Regions from separate parts of the Mus musculus genome. Here regions 1, 2, 3, 4 and 6 are each linked to region 5. A link is a contact called in public promoter capture Hi-C data. All regions are on one chromosome and are shown on one strand. Each heading gives the region's core, a stretch centred on a gene start, on an enhancer-like site or on the middle of the called end of the contact. The rest is flanking DNA. Distances are from core to core; before and after follow the strand shown.

Evidence for each region. Promoter capture Hi-C pulls out the DNA fragments that hold promoters and counts their contacts.
Region 1: a contact with region 5 is called in a promoter capture Hi-C map of liver, with 3 times the contacts expected there. The contact joins the promoter of Eif3d here to the promoter of Eif3l in region 5.
Region 2: a contact with region 5 is called in a promoter capture Hi-C map of liver, with 2.9 times the contacts expected there. The contact joins the promoter of Atf4 here to the promoter of Eif3l in region 5.
Region 3: a promoter capture Hi-C map of pre-B cells shows a contact between it and region 5, with 3 times the contacts expected there. The contact joins the promoter of Mief1 here to the promoter of Eif3l in region 5. A contact is called at or near these places in 3 of 39 promoter capture datasets (liver and pre-B cells).
Region 4: a contact with region 5 is called in a promoter capture Hi-C map of pre-B cells, with 4 times the contacts expected there. The contact joins the promoter of Tab1 here to the promoter of Eif3l in region 5. A contact is called at or near these places in 2 of 39 promoter capture datasets (liver and pre-B cells), 1 of 484 Hi-C or Micro-C datasets (B cells) and 2 of 115 datasets of contacts at active chromatin or transcription factors (fetal liver and stem cell-derived neural progenitor cells).
Region 6: a contact with region 5 is called in a promoter capture Hi-C map of liver, with 2.8 times the contacts expected there. The contact joins the promoter of Rpl3 here to the promoter of Eif3l in region 5. A contact is called at or near these places in 9 of 39 promoter capture datasets (the 3T3-L1 cell line, the C10 cell line, the HPC-7 cell line and 5 more) and 1 of 484 Hi-C or Micro-C datasets (B cells).

Annotation. Positions count from the first base shown.
Region 1 is chr15:77,969,293-77,972,395 of GRCm38.p6, reverse strand. Eif3d (eukaryotic translation initiation factor 3, subunit D) reads left to right here and starts at 1,572. Exons shown (of 15, transcript NM_018749.2): 1 at 1,572-1,713.
Region 2 is chr15:80,253,759-80,256,889 of GRCm38.p6, reverse strand. Atf4 (activating transcription factor 4) reads right to left here and starts at 1,706. Exons shown (of 3, transcript NM_009716.3): 1 at 1,205-1,706; 2 at 369-683; 3 at 1-256. The coding sequence starts at 591.
Region 3 is chr15:80,232,746-80,235,843 of GRCm38.p6, reverse strand. Mief1 (mitochondrial elongation factor 1) reads right to left here and starts at 1,764. Exons shown (of 6, transcript NM_178719.5): 1 at 1,663-1,764; 2 at 1-39.
Region 4 is chr15:80,131,868-80,134,684 of GRCm38.p6, reverse strand. It overlaps Tab1 (TGF-beta activated kinase 1/MAP3K7 binding protein 1), which reads right to left and starts at 1,539. Exons shown (of 11, transcript NM_025609.3): 1 at 1,497-1,539. The coding sequence starts at 1,529. It overlaps Gm31253 (a long non-coding RNA gene), which reads left to right. Exons shown (of 3, transcript XR_384256.4): 1 at 1-57.
Region 5 is chr15:79,073,838-79,076,798 of GRCm38.p6, reverse strand. Eif3l (eukaryotic translation initiation factor 3, subunit L) reads right to left here and starts at 1,576. Exons shown (of 13, transcript NM_145139.2): 1 at 1,507-1,576; 2 at 980-1,028. The coding sequence starts at 1,539.
Region 6 is chr15:80,082,047-80,085,045 of GRCm38.p6, reverse strand. It overlaps Rpl3 (ribosomal protein L3), which reads left to right and starts at 1,640. Exons shown (of 10, transcript NM_013762.2): 1 at 1,640-1,722; 2 at 2,464-2,656. The coding sequence starts at 1,720. Snord43 (small nucleolar RNA, C/D box 43) reads left to right here and starts at 2,140; the gene lies at 2,140-2,187.

The DNA of each region.
Region 1 (3,103 bases), core at 323-2,822, 1.1 Mb after region 5:
CTCACAATCTCCAACTTCACCAGCTTCTGTCGTTATGATCCCTCCCCTTCAGTTTCAGAGTAGAGGGATCCCAGAACATGCTGCAACTAACTCTTAAAGACATACAAACAAACACACACACACACACACACACACAATAGGACCCAGACAGTGACAGTAAACCTTTGGGGCAGAAAGTACAGCAAGTGTGGGACCTGCTGGGAGAGGAATGAGAGCAGGGTCGTGGTGGCCAGAGCAGAGGTTGTTCAGAAGGGCAGGGAGATGTCAGGCCACATCTTCCCTCGGAAGTGTGGGAAGAGCTTTGAGCATCCTGAGGAGCAACCCACTGGGAGTATGAATGGTTCGAACAATGAGGGAGATGGTACTATGAGGGCAGACAGCACTCAGGTACGGCTGAAGTTACAACACAGACAGGCTAGTCCCAATGTGGTGGGAAATTTAAGTTAATGACGAGGACCCAGCAGGACCCACCAAATCCTGAGAACACAAATTGGGGAAACGGGAAGGCAAGCTCATTGGTAAATTAGTGAAATGGGTAATCCCACCAACATTACCATTTCCAACACAGGTAGAGGCCAAATCACCTGATCAAATTCATCCCAGTGGTATCCACGGTAAGGACCCGAATGTGGAAATGTCCTTTGACAACCATTTATTTTACAATTTATTATCTAGCATTTCCAGTTTCATTAAGGGAGGAGGGGAGAGAGATGTCAGATATGAAGGCCATAAAACTACACTTGGCTGACCCTGGACACCACATGTATCTAAGATGTTTTTTTTTTTTCTTTTTTTAAAGATGTATTTTCTAATCAAGGAGATCTGCTGAGAAACTATCAAGGAAACATAAACAGCAGGCAGAAGGGACCAGCTTTTTAAAAAACGCCCATCCCGAGTCTCTTTCCAGACGGCTGCAGGGGGTGGAAGACGCCAAGAGGTCACACTGACCCGCACCCTGTGAACTGTGATGATCAATTAAGACGTAGCTTGGATAGCCCCGATCTGAATATCGATTTAGAGCGAGGCACTCTAAATCTGCTTTAAAAAATAGCGACCAGAAATCTCCGTTGAAAGACGCTTGTGACCTGTGGGACAAAGGTTTGAGTCCTAGCGGGCACCCCGAAGCTCTAGCAACCCGGACTAGGCAGGTCATTTGCCACCCTGCGTTGGGGCCACAAGTGACAAGCACACGAAACGCGCCGGGCCACTCTCCAGATAACGATCAGCCAGACCGACGACCACGCTGGGGCCAGCGAGCGCGGCGGGGCATTGTGGGAGGCAGAGGAGGCGAGCCTGGCGCGAAGCATTATGGGACACCGCGGGGACAGCTCCGACTCCCCGCCCCGGCTTCTCTGGCCCCGAGCGTGACCACGATTCAGTTCTGAACCTCTCCGGGCGTCCCCAGACGCCACTGACGTAATCCCCTCACTTGTGTCTGGCACCTCAGGGGCGAACGAGGATTTTTTTTTTTTTTTTTTTTAAAGCCGAGAGCTGTGACACACTTCCGGTTGTGTCTCACTTTACGGCTTGACATTTTTCCGCTGACTAAGAAGGAAGTGGTAGGGCCATTTACGACAGCGCTGGTCGCCGTTTACGGCACCGGCCCCTGCGCGCGCATCTTCCCTCCTGCCTTGACTCCTCGGAGTATCCCGGCAATCGCAGTTTTTTCCCCGGGCCATCTGTCGCCATCCGGGCCCGTGAAGGCTTTTGCAGGTGAGCGGCTTGTTTCGTGGGACCCTGCGGACCTCGCGAGCCAGCCTGGGCTAGACGTGGCTTCGGGAGCTCCCGGAAGAGCCTTCCTTTACGTCCTGTCGCCTGTGCCCCTCCGCTGGGCGGGGCGGGAATTGGCCCCCGGTGGTCCCAGGCACGACTCAGAATGCAGGACACCGGACCTTGTGTGTGGATCCCTCGCTCGGCGCTCTGCTCAGCGCCGTGGGGTGGGTTGTGGGGCGACGTAGCCTCCTCTAGGGGTTCGAACAGATTGTTTCTGTGCTCCGAAATGGGGGGCTGAGAGTAGGTTCCAGCTCTGATCGGAAACGGAGCCCAGGAGTTAATGGCCCCCACCTGTAGTGTCCCCAGTGACCCACACTGTATTGTGGCCAATACAGCTGTCGCGCCGTTTTACTTTTCCCCTACTGCTTTCTTTCTGATTCACGTGTGCAGTAGCCGAAGGACCAAACCCTGTCCATCCAGGGAGATAGATGATGATGCACATCAGGCCTTGAGCCATCTTGAACTTGTGACAACTCAAGTTTACAGTTGCTTTGGGGGCAGCCTGTTGGGTATGGCTTAAAGCCCCAGGTGGTCAGGCTGCCAGCTACCCACAGTATAACCAGAAGGAGGTCGGGCCTAAGTAGACAGCCTTGGAAACTTTTTGAAGGGATGGGCAGATGGACTCCTTAAGTTAGCAGAGCTAGCTTTGTGTCTCAAAGATGGGGTGTGTGGTAGCAGTCGGTGGTAAAGCGTCCAGCACAGCACCCCAACATCCTGGGGCCTCTTACTTCATGTCAGCTGTTTGAAGGCCACCACACCCCACCACCACCACCTCACCCTCTCTCCCACAACCCCGTGTTCTTCCTACAACTTAGCATACGTTCATATTTGGAGGGTGAAGCTCCTGGGTTTACTCTTGTCCGTGTCACCTAAGTATCACCAGCTTCCGTGTGTCAGAGGAGGAGGAGAGGCTACTGAGCTCTAATGGTGGACAATTTCAGGTTTCTTGTGTGTGGTCAATGCATGGGTTTTTTTTTTTTCCTTTTGTTGTTTGCTTTGGTTTTTGATGGGAAGTGTCCAGCAAGCCCCTGGATTATACAGCTATTAGCTTTTACTTTCCTAAAATGAGCTGTGGTATATACTATATACTGCGGGGCCAAAGCTACACTGCCTGTGTTCAAATTTTCTTACCCAGAAAATGGGACTGGCCCCACGGGATTGTCCGAAGGGTTTAGTGAGCGCGTGTGCTGTAAGCGGTCAGAACAGTGTCCTGGTGCTCCTGCGTATGGACATTTGACACTCGGCCGCTTTTGCTCTGAAGTTTGTGACCACCTTGGTCACCAATGGTCCTTTTGCTTGGCTGCATGCACTGTACAGGACTTGTGCTGAT
Region 2 (3,131 bases), core at 457-2,956, 1.2 Mb before region 5:
TGCAAGAATGTAAAGGGGGCAACCTGGTCGACTTTTATTAAACTTTCTGGGAGATGGCCAATTGGGTTCACTGTCTGAGGGGGCTCCTTATTAGTCTCTTGGACTAGAGGGGCAAAAAGATCACATGTGTCATCCAACGTGGTCAAGAGCTCATCTGGCATGGTTTCCAGGTCATCCATTCGAAACAGAGCATCGAAGTCAAACTCTTTCAGATCCATTTTCTCCAACATCCAATCTGTCCCGGAAAAGGCATCCTCTGGGAAAAGAAATTCAGGTGTGAACGGTTCATGTCATATTCGGGAGGCAGAAAGCCATTAGAACACCAGATCCATATGAAAAGGGCACACCAGGACAGCCGTCCTACTCACCCTTGCCGGTGTCTGAGGCACTGGCCAAGCCATCATCCATAGCCGGCCATTCCGAGGAGCCCGCCTTGTCGCTGGAGAACCCATGAGGTTTCAAGTGCTTGGCCACCTCCAGATAGTCATCTAAGAGACCTAGGCTTTCTTCAGCCCCCAAACCCGACTGGTCGAAGGGGGACATCAAGTCCCCCGCCAACACTTCGCTGTTCAGGAAGCTCATCTCGGTCATGTTGTGGGGCTTTGCTGGATTCGAGGAATGTGCTTAACTCGAAGGTATCTTTGTCCGTTACAGCAACACTGCTGCTGGATTTCGTGAAGAGCCTGGATGGGGACCCAAAAGCAAGTCCAGTCATCTTTCTATCTAAGATGCCGGATGGCCAAATCCCAGAAGCGTCTACAGGGAGAGCACGCGGGCCCAAGGCCATTGTGTAAGCCTCCCCGGCCGCCAGCTCGGGTTGCACAAGATGGAGGCTTAGCTTTGCTTCACCGGCCACCCAGAGGAAGCAGCTTGTCCTCGCGTCCTAATACGGCCAAGGCCGCCGCGCCCCGCCCCCGTGACTCACACCCCCGCCCCACCGCCATCTTGGGCATCGCCACGTTCGCAGGATGACACGGGGACCCCGGTGAGCCCGAGATGATTAAGCTAAGACAGGACGAAGGGGCAGCAGTAGCGCTTTAGACACTCCTCCGCCCAGCTCTGCCCGGGAGCGCCGGCGTCGCAGGCAACGCAAACAAGGCCGACGCGTCCGGCCGCTTGTAAAACCGCGTGTGCCGGCCACCGCGCCCGGGCCGCACCCAACCACAGCGAGGCCCCCGCCCTCCGCGGCCGGCCCCATACTCACGCCATGGCTTAGGCCGGTGGGGGTTGCCGCTGCAGAGCCTGGTGCTGCTGCCGCCGCTGCAAAGGCCAACGCTGCCGCAGGCACTGCTGCCTCTAATACGCCATGGTGGCCGCAAGCCCTGCGGGAGGGGAAGAGGAAAGGGACACCCGAGCACACAACTTAAACCGGCAGACAGCAAGCAGAAATGGCGGCGGCACGCCCTAAACCCGCCCTTTATAGCCTCGGCCAGGGACGCAGCACACCGCGTATCCTCCCACTGTGGTCACGTGATCCTACCGCAGCGCCACCAAACCGCCTCTCACTGACGCCCTCGCCCGCCCCAACCCTTCTCCGCTGTGCTCGGGGGGTAACTGTGGCGTTAGAGATCGTCCTAAAGGCCCCATGAGAGAAAAGTGCACTACTTTATAGGTTGACGACCAGCCGCGGTCTGGTTCCGGAGCGCGGAGGGATCGCTCGTTGACGAATTTCCGGTGTCTTACAAGGCGGGGTGGGACACCTAGCCAAAGCTCTGACGGTCAAAGCCGAAGCTGCCAGGTTATCACGCGAGACGCCGTCGGAGCGCGCGTCGAGCTGATTGGCCCAGGCGTGGCGAGTCACCTAAACCTCAAGTTCCTATTGGCTCTGCACCTGGGCGCTCTAGGATCAGGGGTCTGCGTGGAAAGGGAGGAGCCACCAGAGGTTCCGGGCGCCAGACTGTCACACCTGCCATCTCTTGTCAGATGTGATCCATGTGTATTTGCTCTCTCCGGCATCGCTCCGCACCGAGCAAACAGCTTCCAGGCGTGACCTTTGGGCTGGAAGCCATCTTTTCATGTATTTGTTGTTTCCAGAACCGAGTGGGCAGGCTTCAGGCATGTGGAGAGACCCTTCTGAGTTAGCTGGTCCAAACCTTCAGCTTCCTGTCAGTCCTGGGACAGGGACGGCACTTGGAGGCAGGGCGTTCGTGTTGGGGTCTTCTTGGGAGATATTCCGGTTCCTCCAGTTCAGCGATTTCCCCTGAACCGGGGAAACATGCCTAACCTCAGGTCTAACCTCCTATGCCCATCCTCCCATCATAGAGGCCCTCACTGCCGGTTTGTATAGGGTCAGTTCCCTTAAGATCAGGTTTATTCAGTTGGCTCTCAAGCCTTAACTTCCAGGTATCACCTTCCCAAGAAGTCATCCTGATGAGTGAGCCTGCCGCCTAAGTGATCGGGAGCCCCAGGTACTGGTCAAGGCCTCACCATAAAGGATGCTGTTTTGAGAGTGCTGAGAGGCTCTTTCCAACTCCAGCCTGGAAATCTTAAAAAGAGTTTCCACTTCTGTTTAAGTGACTCACACAAATACCACTCAACTGGCACAGTGCCTGCCACTTACTGCTCAGTGATTATTTGCAAGCCTTGTACAACCCAACCCTAGCGCTCGGGTACCATAGTTCAAGGTCGTCCTTGATTATATGATTGATTGCTATTTATTAATTCGAACCTAACTCTCCAGTCCCTATATCCCTAACTCCATCCTCCTTCCTCAGAGGAGCCTTTATTATTGTTTACTGAGACGGAACCAACCATAAAACACGAGGCCTACATAATGAGATGTTTTTATACCCAAAGAAGTCACAAGTGCATGTGCACACATACAGAAGTTACCTAGTCTTTCCATGCAAAAGCAACAAAAGGGTAACTATGTCCTCTCTTTGCTCTGGAAACCAAAACAGCAGCCACACTGCTACATTAAGTGGACATCCCTTACAAGTTTCTGTCCCCTAAGCATAATGTACCCTGCAAACCATGGTTTTTAACCTATGCTGAGTTCCTAACTCTATGATGTATGCCCACCCCTTGCTTTGCTAAACTCCTGAACCTGTGATACATGACTGCCTTTTGCTATACAAAAACGTGCCTCCCCAGAAACCTTCCACGTGGTGTAAGCTTGCACTTCTTTTTCT
Region 3 (3,098 bases), core at 515-3,014, 1.2 Mb before region 5:
AGGGGCCATGGGGGACCGACGTGTACTAATCGTCACACTCTACAGAGAAGACACAGAAGGCTAGAGTCAGAACTGATGACAGCAGGGCCTGCTAGACACTGTGTGTGTGTGTGTGTGTGTGTGTGTGTGTGTGTCTGAGTTGGGGGGAGGGAGGGATGGCAGGGGTTCTTAATGCCAGACTCAGAGACTTCCAAGGACTCATGGCAAAGCTGGGATCAGCTTCCTCCCTGTAAACAGCCCCTCCTGGAGAAGTTCAGTTTAAGGCTCACCAGGGTTCAAGAAGTAGAGTTTGAGTCCTGGCTGTGCCATCCCACTGCCCGGGCACTTAGCATAAAGTACAGTGGGCATCAGCTTCCTCATTGTAAAACAGAGATAACAAAGACATCATGAGAGTACTTACTACACAAGGTTATTTTGAGAACTGCTCCTAAAAAGCCCCTGTAATGGGACTCTACCAGACAGTGTGGCCTAGAGTAGTTAAAGACCAGGATTTATATCTGGATCCTGGTACCACCATATAAGCAGCATCACGCTGATTGGCCTTATTGTTTTAATTACTTTTTTACTTTTTTCTGTATGGGTATTTGCCTGCATGTTTGTCTACATGCCAGTTTGCCTTGAGAGTGTAACACTGTCATATCCTTAGACTGGAGTTATAATATATACAGTTGTGAGCCACCACAGAAGTGCTGGAAATTGAGCCTGGGTCCTCTGAAAAGCAGCCAGTGCTCTTAACCACAGAGACATCACTCTATCTCTTCTTTCTTTCTTTCTTTCTTTCTTTTTATTCTTTCTGTTTTTGCTTTCTTTTGCTTTTGTTTAATTTGGTTTCCTGATGCAGGGCCTCTCTACGGAGCTCTGGCTGTCCTAGAACTCACTCTGTAAAGCAGGCTGCCCTCAAACTCTGAAATCCTCCTGTCTCTGCCTCCTGAGAGCTGAGATGAAAGATGTGTGCCAAGTATGTGACATCATTCCCAAAAGGAAGTGATTTGCCCACTCACCAAAACAATCCAGACCCTAACTCGCTGGAATGAGGTGGGGGCGGGGGGGGGGGGTGTCTTACATGTGTGCACTTCAGGGCGTTCAGCAAACTTTGCCAGCACAGGGCCCAGGGCTCACCAACCTCAAAACTAGGCTGGAAGGAGGAATCCTCCCCATAACCCTATGAGGAAGAAACAGTTGTTGTATGAGCCTGTATGTGTTTCAGGGGTGAAGGGAGTTCCTGGATGAAAAACAAAAAATGATCTGAACTTTGGGCTCCAAGACAGAAGCAGTAGCCTCTGACCTTGCTAACTTCCAGCGCGAACCGGGGCAAGCCACCGCTGTCCCTTTTTCCTCAACTGCAGAACAGCTCCCCTTTGGCCCTGAGGGTCTTCCGGGATGCAAAAGATGCAGAAAAACAACGGAGGGCTGGAAGGAGAACGTCACGCAGGGGCTGGAACGAGGTCGCTGAGTGACTGACTACGGGCTCCGATCGGGGTACAACGCCCAGAGGACGGGAACGCAGACCCCGGGGCCAGGCTGGCTCTGTGGCTTGAGGCAACCGGGTCTTGAGGCGGGGCGGGGCGAAGCTTGGAGGCCCCGGTGGGAGCCGGTAGCCCCCAAACTGGCCCGAGCTCAAACGGGCGATCCCCGGCCGCCCTCATTCGCTCCCTCACTCACCCGCGGACCACGCGCTACCTTTCCTCAGGACTCGCCACTCGCCCAGTACCTCTCTCCGGGTCACCCATCAACATGGCCCCTCTACTTCCGGGGCACGACCTCGCTCGCGGGGCCGACGGAGACGCGACAGGGAGCGCGGAGGCGGGCGGAGGCGGAAGCACTTCCGGTCGGCCCCTCCGTAGCCTCCCTCCGGAGGCGGAGCCCGGAACTTAGTCCAGCGCTGCCCGTCGTGGGGCCCCGCCCACAGACGCAGCCCCGCCTCCTAGGTGACGTTACCTAGCTCCACGGCCCCTCCTCCGAAAGCGTTACTGTGCAGTCTCTGTGTAAACTCAGTGCTGGCTGGGTGTGGCTTAAGGGAGGAGCCGCAAGTCGTCGCCCTCCACCTGCTGCCTACGTCTGGCCTGCGAGAGGCTCTGACCACACTGAATTGATTACTTGACACACTGCATTTTGTCCAACCCAACCTCTCTGTTTGGTAGACTTCAGCATTCCAGTGTTACACTTGGGAAAATCGAGGCCGAGGGAGGCAGGGTCATTTGCACTGAAAGCTGAGCCCTGCAGAGGCTCACAGTGGGTCCAAGCTCAGTATTCCTCCAAAGTGTGTGGCTTTCCATTCTTTTAGGCCGCCCTACTTTGCTTTTTAAAGAAAGAAGTTTGTGACCCAAATAAATCTAGTTTGTGAAATTTCCAGCTAGAAGACCGGGTAACCTATCCCTCGGGACAGTCTCCTAAGTAGACGAGTTTTCCACTCGTAAAGGACAAGGAGACCCTCTGGGGGAGACCTTAGGATTACCCACTCACACACAGAGTCTCGGATGTCAGGATTACCTTTTCCAGATTCACTAACCTTCCCACACTCACCCCACTCCTGCCCCATGCTCCCAGTATAATGGGGGCTAAACATTAAAGTGTCTTCCAGCCCCCACATATCTGTGGTGTTTTGGAGACCAGAGACCAGCCAGCCGAGACACTGATGCAAACCTCAGGGTTCAGCCAGGTTTCACAGAGCATGGGCAATCTGGGATCCTCTGGACTGGGTACAGGACTGGACATAACTATCAACTCACATCATAAGGAAACAGGACCTTATAGGAATTGCAGCTCAAGGGGAACATTCATTTACCCAGGGCACAGGTTCAGGTACAGTAGGCATTTCACTGGTGAATGGATGGACTGTGTCTTAGTCAGGGTTTCTATTCCTGCACAAACATCATGACCAAGAAGCAAGTTGGGGAGGAAAGGGTTTATTTGGCTTACACTTCCATACTGCTGTTCATCACCAAGGAAGTCAGGACTGGAACTCAAGCAGGTCAGGGAGCAGGAGCTGATGCAGAGGCCATGGAGGGATGTTCTGTACTAGCTTGCCTCCCCTGGCTTGCTCAGCCCGCTTTCTTATAGAACCAAGACTACCAGCCCTGAGATGGTCCCACCCACAA
Region 4 (2,817 bases), core at 290-2,789, 1.1 Mb before region 5:
ACAGGTCAGCAAGCCCTGCACCCTGCCCGGCTGGGACACCGGGATTCCTCTCAGTAGGTATGTCCTTTCATCCTGAGGATGGAAGGGGCCTTACACAGTTATCTTTTCCTGTTCCTTCCCTAGCATCAAGACACTACGGGTTAAAGCCGGCCCTCCCTCCCCCTTTTTAAAGTCCGCCAGCATACACAGAGAACACATTCTCTGTGTGCTGGGAAAAGCCTACACTCTGCCCTAACTGGTGTTCTTTGGGTCCCATCACAAGGAAGAGACAGAAGATACTTGACCCAGTCGACCTTTCTCTTGTTAGCAAGCCAACTCAGTCGGCATCAGTCACTATTTTTTTCCCAGCCCCTCTTTCTCTCAAGGTCACAATCATATCAGTGTTCCCCAGACGCTTTCTACAATGGGGACATTTATACAAGGGCCTTGCCCTCTGGGACCTTACAAAACAGAGAGCCAGACCTCTTTACTCCCAGGGTTTTACAAAAGGCCCGAGCAGGCACACAATAGTGAAGGGAAAGCCATCTCTCTCTTCCCCCACGTCTCCCTCTGGCTTCAGATCCTCTAGGCCAGGCAAGCTACTTCCCCCCACCCTTGAAAAGCCAAGACCTAGTTCCTGACCAATTTCCTCATTCTGTGACAGACACTGACCAAGCACCTAGCATGCAAGGGTGGTAGGGTGGTGAAGTCAACATGCTAAGAGGCGCTGGTCTTCAAGGAAGCAGACATCCAGAGGCAACTCCTACAGAGTGCCACGGTAAGGAAGGCCAAGGGATCCCCGCCCTGTCCTGGCAGATCCAAACAGTACTCTGAGCTAACATACATACATGTGTAACTGCACATATGTGAGAAAGATGCAGGGACGGGTAGACTACATCAAACCGTGGAGGTCCAGATGACCAGGTCGGGGTGCCTGGAGCCAACCTTCAACGGGACCCGGTGAACTGGGAGGCAGAAGTAAAACCCTACGCCCTCACTTGAGGAGCCTAAACCTTAGGGGTGTTTCTGGAACCAGACTATTTTAATCCTGCCTCTGCCTCTGCCGCTCACCAGCTGCCTGACCTCGGTTTCCTCGTCTGTAAAAACTTTTAGTCGCTAACTATTCTCCGGTGCTGCTGGCGAAGCTTATAAACGCGAGGCGGTCCACACAATGCCAGAGATACAGCACGCCTTACACAAGCGGGGGGCTATTTATTATTAGTCGTGTCCACGCTCCGGATGGCCCGCTCGGCGGCGCCACGTCCCCTTCCGGCTCGAGGACGCTCCCACTCCGCAGGACCCCGGCGCCCTTGACCCCCTAGAGGCCCCAGCCTGCGACGCGCACGCGCAGAACAGGCGCGGCGCCAGCCGGCTGTGGGTCTCGCGCGCTGCAAGCCCCCAAAGGCCTCTGGGGCGAGAGGGCCATGCTCTGCCATCTAAAGACAACAGTTCCTGCACCCGAGGACACACCCGAGCTCCCAACCCTCCCAGCCCGGAGAGCGGGTCGGTTTCCTCACACTCTGGAGCAGGCTCCTCCTCTGCGCCGCCATCTTGGAGGACCCCGCGGCGCGCCAGGCTCTCGGAGTGGCGGGATGAGGGGCTAGAGCGGCTCGGGCTGCCGCGGAGCTTATCCACAGCGCCCCCGGCGGAGCGGAGGAGGCGCAGCAGAGGCGCCTTGAGCAAGCGCGGCTCTTGCCCCCACCCCACCCCCAACCCCATCAGCCTACTTTCTTCGACTTTCTTGTTTCCTGGGGTCTTTATGGGTGTGCTTTCTCCCGGATTTTTTTTTCACCCCGATGGAGATCCTGAGATCCTATTTAAAGCGGCTTAGCGAGGAGGGAGCAAGAGAGAACGAATGATTCAGTTTACAAGAGTAGTGGGTGACTGACTGCCTGATCTTATAATGGAGGCCACCCCAATGCCAAACTAGCTGAAGTTAGATTTGGAGAAGACTGCAATTCCGAGTAGTTGTAAATTCTCAGAAGTTAAATTTATGGACGGTAACATGGGAGTGTAGTGTTAGCTGGCAATGTAATTGCAGGCCACTTGGCGTGACTGGCCAGTGCCCAAAGGAAGAGTCTGTTTGTTCTAGAAGCACGGTGCGGAAGCTCGATTTGGAGAGTCACAACTGTAATCCCAGAGTTTAGGAGACTGAGGCAGGGGGATTATAAATTTGAGTCCTGTAATCCCATCCCTTAAGAAGAGACAGGAGGAGCCGAGCGTGGTGACACACGCCTTTAATCCCAGCACTTGGGAGGCAGAGGCAGGCGGATTTCTGGTCTACAGAGTGAGTTCCAGGACAGCCAGGGCTATACAGAGAAACCCTGTCTTGAAAAAAAAAAACAAAAACAACAACAAGAAGAGACAGGAGGACCAGAAGTTTGATACCAGCATGGACTACTATATGACACCCTGTTTCATTAAATGAATAAATAATCCAGTATCAATTTTTTTAAAAGATTTGTGTATTTATGTATGAGTACACTATAACTGTCTTCACACACCAGATCCCATAGGTCCCATTAGAAACGGTTGTGAGGCACCATGTGGCTGTTGGGATTTGAACTCGGGACTTCTGGAAGAGCAGTCAGTGCTCTTAGCCGATGAGCCATCTCTCCAGCCCCCCAGTATCAAGCATTTTATTAAAGCAACAGGAAATGGCCTAAGACAGTGCTGATGGGCCAGTGTGGTGGCACATGCCTTTAATCCCAGCACTTAGGAGTCAGAGGCAGGCGAATTTCTGAGTTCGGGGCTAGCCTGGTCTACAGAGTGAATTCCAGGACAGCCAGGGCAACACAGAGAAACCCTGTCTCGAGAAAACAACAACAATAAAAAGAC
Region 5 (2,961 bases), core at 327-2,826:
CTCCTGATGACACGTCGGGGCAGGACCACCCCAAGGGGCCGGGGATAGAGTTCAGTCTCAGTCCCAGACTGCTTGCCCAGCATGGGCAAGGGTCTAAGGTCAGCCGTCATCCTCAATCCCAGCCCACTGTCCTTGTCCCTCAGGACATACCATTAAAGTTACTTCTCAGCTGGGTAGGTGGGTGCACACTGCTAATCCCAACCCTCAGACAGCTGAATCTGTGAGGCTAGCATGCTCTATATAGTGAGTTCCGGGATAGCCAGAGCTACATAACGAGACCCCCATCTTTAAAAAACAGGAAAGGAAACTCACTTTCTAACCAAATGATGCATAGTACGCTATTTTCTTTCACCTTTAAAGACACATTAACATGCTTACTTTGTAAAACTACTCTACTGTAAGGGCCAATAAAATACATGCTGTGAGCATCGCAAGCCACTTGGTACTTACTTAATCTCAAAGTGACTAGAACATTTCGGTAAACTTCAAAAGCCTCCCCAAAGTATTTCACTTAGACTTGGTTTGAATCAAGGAAGATTTTCACACCAAGATTTCCTTCTTTGGGGCTGGAGTGTGTGGTTTAATCTCATCTCCGGCACCCAAACAACAAAGCCACAAAGCTTTTTGACCTTGGCCAGACAGCTCAGGGAGGAGGGCTGTGGGTGTGGTTCAGAGACCGTCCACAAGCATGGGGCTCTGGGTTCCACCCCAGTATAACAAATAAAATCTGCCCCAAGTAAGAAAAACCTAGCCGGGTCAGTGATGGTCCTCTTCTGACGTGGGCAGGTAGACCACAAAAAAGGCCTGGTTTAATTAGACTCTTCACAACCCTACCAATCAGACCTAATGGCCGACTCCACCACTCCATTAGGACGCAGTTTTTAACAGGTCCCTGTTGGGAGTCAACGCTGAGATGGTCAAAGAAAAAAGTGCCAATCCTTGGAAGGCAAGAGACAGCCGGGCAAACTGAGAGCCTCACCTGTGTGCATATCATAGTCGCCCGGGTAGGCGTAGGGATCATAAGCAGCCTGCAAGGAAAGAGACAAAGTTAGGGAGACACGCCAAATGGGGACTCCAAAAATGCTCGTCCTCGGGCCTCCATGTCAAGCAGGAGGCAAAACATACTACTCAGATAAGACTGACAGTCGCTACCTCGGAGGGCTTCACATGTGTGAGAGAAAAGGGACCCCGGGCAAGCACAAAACACGCTTACAGGTGCAACAAGACAAGAAAAACACAGTAATAGCCCCGTCTGAAGCAGACGCCATGAGAGCCAAGAACTCAGCATTAAACACCCTTCAGCCCGCCTCCGACTGACTGCGACTACACGCGGGGACATACGGCCGGCAGAGGAGGGACCCGGGGAGGAGACCCGGGGCCGGGAGGGCCGGAATGATCGAGGTCCGCTTGTTCCGGCCCGATCTGGACGCCGCCTCACCTCGGGGACAGATCCCACCGAACCGGGTGCCCACCGCGGACCCCGCCACGCGCTCACCGCTTCATTACCTCAGACTCGTAGTCATCAGCGGGGTAAGACATGGCTACGGCGCTCCAGAAGCCCGTGGGAGAGAGCGGAAGAAGAACTCCGCGCCTGCTTGGCCGGACCGGAAGTCCCGCCCAGCCCAACCTGCCCGAAAGCCTTTCCGGGGTCGCCGGGGAAGCGAAGTAGCTCTGATTGGAAGGACGGAGTTCCTAAACTATCAGAGTTCCTTCCTCCCTGCAAAACGGGCTTTTCAAAGGACATTATTGTGGAGTATGGTGTGCACGCAGAAGTAGGGGCGGGCAAGCGATAAAGGGGAAGAATGCCTAGACCCTGTTGACTCACATCTGCCATCTCAAGGATGGCGGAGGCAGGAGACTGCAACAAATTCGAGGATAACCAAAGTTAGTTATTTCCAGGCCAATCTGATTATAAAGCGGGGTCTCCAAAACAACAACAACAAAAATAAAGAGAAATCAGAAGAAAACGGTACAGAGACGATGACAAGTGACCTGCTAAGATGTAGCGTTCCTGACCTTAGATTTAGGTGTAAACGGTTTTGCCTGCAGCGAGAAATTTCTCCCCCACACCACCACCACCAAAAAAAAAAAAAAAAAAAAAAAAAAAATCAACCTGAGAACACTCAGGATGACCAAACTGGTGAAGGCCCTTGACACCAAGCCTAACGACCTGAGTTCGATGTGGGAGACCCACATGGTGGAAGGCGAGAACCAATCCCTGAACAGCTGATTTGCCTTACCTTTTGGGCACCTGCATCCTTGTCTCCGGGTCACAACAATCTCTGCTTATTACAGCCAGGTACACAACTCTGGGCTTCGGCACTCATGCTTACCTCTGACCAGACTTTAGTACAAATGACCCCGGTATCACTGCCTGGCTCTCTGTTGAAGACAGGAGTTTGCTGGACGAGTGTTGCTAATCAACGCCCTCTACTCAAAGCGTCCTATTTAGAACTGCCATTCTCCCCCCTGGCTCCTTAAGCCCTAGACTCCTTAAAGTCGTTCCTTTTGTTTGCCTGTCTGGTTGCTTTGGTTTATTTAAGCAAGAAAGAATTAGGGTTTAATAAAGACCTTACTTTTAAGATTATTTATTCCTCTGTATGAGTGAATTATGCACACAGGGCATCAATCCTCTGGAGTTACAGCTGATTTTTCAAAAATCAGCCAGCTGTACCCCTGGCTGTCCTGGAACTCAGTCTGTAGACCAGACTGCCCTTGAACTCAAGAGATCCACCTGCCTCTGCCCCCTGCTTACTGGGATTAAAGGCTTGCATAGCTACCTCCCTGCTCATTTGGTTTTAGACAGGATCTTTCTATTATGTAATTCTGGGTGTCCTAGGGTCTATTATGTAGACCAGGATGACCTCAAACTCAGAGATCCACCTGCCTCTGCCTCCTGAGTGTTGGGATCAGAGGTGTGTACTACCACACCCATACCCCTCACCCCACACCCACACCCCA
Region 6 (2,999 bases), core at 391-2,890, 1.0 Mb before region 5:
ACAGTGTTCACACCTAAATAAAAAAGAAATAAATCTTAAAAAAAAAGAAAAGAAAAGAAAAGAAAGCCAGGACGGTGGTGGCGCACGCCTTTAATCCCAGCACTTGGGACGCAGAGGCAGGCAGATCTCTGAGTTCGAGGGCAGCCTGGAGCCTGGTCTACAGAGTGAGTTCCAGGACAGCCAAGGCTTCACAGAAAAACCCTGTCTAAAAAAAAAAAAAAAAAAAAAAAAAAGGAAGAAAAAATAATTCTTCTTTTGGGACTGGAGGGACGTCTTAGGAATTAAGGGCTCTTGCAGAGGACCAAGGTTTGGTTCCCAGCACAACAACCATCTGTAACTCCAGTTCCAGAGGGTTCCATACTCTCTTCAAATCTCCCCGGTACTGCACATATGTGGTGCACGTGCATAAATGAGGAAAGCACTCATAAATATAAAATTAAAAAGAGCTTATTTAAGATATTCTTAAGTGGCGCTCCTCCACTTTCAGAAATTATTTTTTAAATTTTAATAAACCTATGTTGCTGTTCGAAAAATAAATTCATTAAGAATCTTGATCTGGAGAGATGGTTCAGAAGTTAAGAAAACTTGTCATCCCACGGGACCCAGGTCTAGTTCACAGCATTAACAACGGTCCAGGGGGATCTGACACTATTTTGACTTTTTTTTTTTTTTTTTTTAGATTTATTTATTTAGTGTATATATGAGTATAGAGGTCACCTGATCCCATTACAGATGGTTATAGGCCACAATATCGTTGCTGGGAATTGAACTCAGAATATCTGGAAGAACAGTCAGTGCTCTTAACCATTGAGCTATCTCTCAAGCCCTTATTTTTTTTTAAAGATTTATTTTTATTTTATGTATATGAGTACACTGTCGCTGTCTCCAGACACATCAGAAGAGGGCATCGAATCCCAGTACAGGTGGCTATGAGCCACCATGTGGTCACTGGGAATTTAACTCAGGACCTCTGGAAGTGCAGTTGGTGTTCTTAACTGCTGAGCCATCTCTCCAGCCCGGTTTGACTTCTGAAAATGTCACGCACGCCCGTGGCGCACATTCGTACACACGGGGGGGGGGGAACCTCACACATTTGTAAATCTGAAATTAAGAACAAAATATGAACGGGACATGACATCTGGAGACTGAATTGGCAGAGACAGGACTTGAGGGAGATGTGCCCGAAATCATGGCGCATTAAAGGCATGGCTTGATTGGAAGACTGAGAGCAATGTTGGTGATCACATCAAAATCACTGGTTAGGTAAAAGAGCAGTTTCATTCAGTCTATCTTAAGAGCTCACGAGAACAACGCAGTCAGTTGTCTCACACTAAGCCTGCTTCAACGCCGTTGTTTTCGTTGCTGTGTGGGACTAGCCCTGTGTGATTCCGTTCTAGAAGTGAGAGGAAGCACAATGCCTCCATTTTTCTTCATTATCATGAAATTTGGCTGCTGCAGAACGCCGTAGTTCTTTACATTCTAAACCTCAGCGTCGACGAGGCGTTTCGCTAAGCTTGAACCCAATCATTCTCCGTAGACCCTATTTGTCAATCCTAGTGGGCGGGAAAAATGTGTGTAAAATGACATTCGATGCGCGCCCTTCGACCCGACGCCTATGCGTCAACACGTTCGCACGCTCAGGGGGCGGAGCCATCACTTGGCTTTATATAGCCTGCACTGGCTCCTGGTCGCTCTCTATCTGCGGCGTGTGGCGGCGAGATGGTACGTATGGCCATGCTGCCTTCTAACTTGGTCTCCTGTGGGCCTGGCTTGTATTCACCTCCCATCGGCGCCATCCCTGGCTCGCCAATCCTGAAAGGATGTAATAGGGGATCGATGTGAGGGCCGCGACCGTCCGGAAATTCAGGGACCTTAACGGCCTTACGGAGGATGTGTGTGGGACCGGCCTGGGCCTGTGTGCGACCCATTTGATATCAGCGTAATCCTAAGGGACTTATGGAATGGGCTGTTTTGTGCTTAATTCGAGGGTAGTGGTCAGTCTGGTAGGGATGGCCCAGGTCTTTAGGAATGCATTGGTTAAGTGGAGAAATTTGGCAAATCGGGTCGGGTCTCCATTTTGGAATGTTATAAGAGTGGAAGGTGCATCTCTAGAGTTCTCAGAAGCCACAAATGATGAACCTTTTGACGGGCGGACAGAAACTCTGTGCTGAATGTCAAGTTCTGATTTGGCTTTAGGAGGGAGTGTTTGAGGCCGACTTGCATTAGACTCCATCTTGATACGCCATGTTGCCATTTAGTCACATGGGATACTCTTGAAAGTTCACCCATCGAGGTTTTAGTATAACTAAGCTGTTTTGTGTTTGAAAGGCATGGAAACTAAAAGCATTAAGCTGAAGTCTTATTGCAGTCTGTCCTCTGATACAATTCCTTTAAATGTGGAACCCTCCTTTGGGCTTGATTGGAAGACTGAGAGCAATGTTGTGATCTCTCCCTTTACCTCAGTCTCACAGGAAATTCTCAGCTCCCAGGCATGGGTCCTTGGGCTTCCTGCCTCGCAAGCGCAGCAGCCGGCATCGTGGGAAAGTGAAGAGCTTCCCTAAGGATGACGCTTCCAAGCCCGTTCACCTCACAGCCTTTCTGGGTTACAAGGCTGGCATGACCCACATCGTCCGGGAAGTTGACAGGCCAGGATCTAGTATGTACAGTACTTCCTTGTCCAACTTGGGCTGTGTGTAATTTTGCCTGTAGTTACAGTAAATTCCCAAAGGAGCACAATAGCTTCATCCTGGGGTGCTTTGTGGTAAGTCTAGAACAAAGCCTGACTTAGTGTGGTAGTGCCCACACTAAGGGAGCCTAGAAGTGTTTTGGCCTAGCGAAATTTAACACAGATTCCTGTGCAGAGTCCTGTTGGGGTAGTTGGTTGTTTCCATGCCAGTGCCTGTTATCAACCCTAGGTACTCTGAAAAGGTAGACACATTTAACAAGTGTATTCTGGACATGAAACCAGACTAGTGATAAAGCTCCTCTTTGAGACAGTC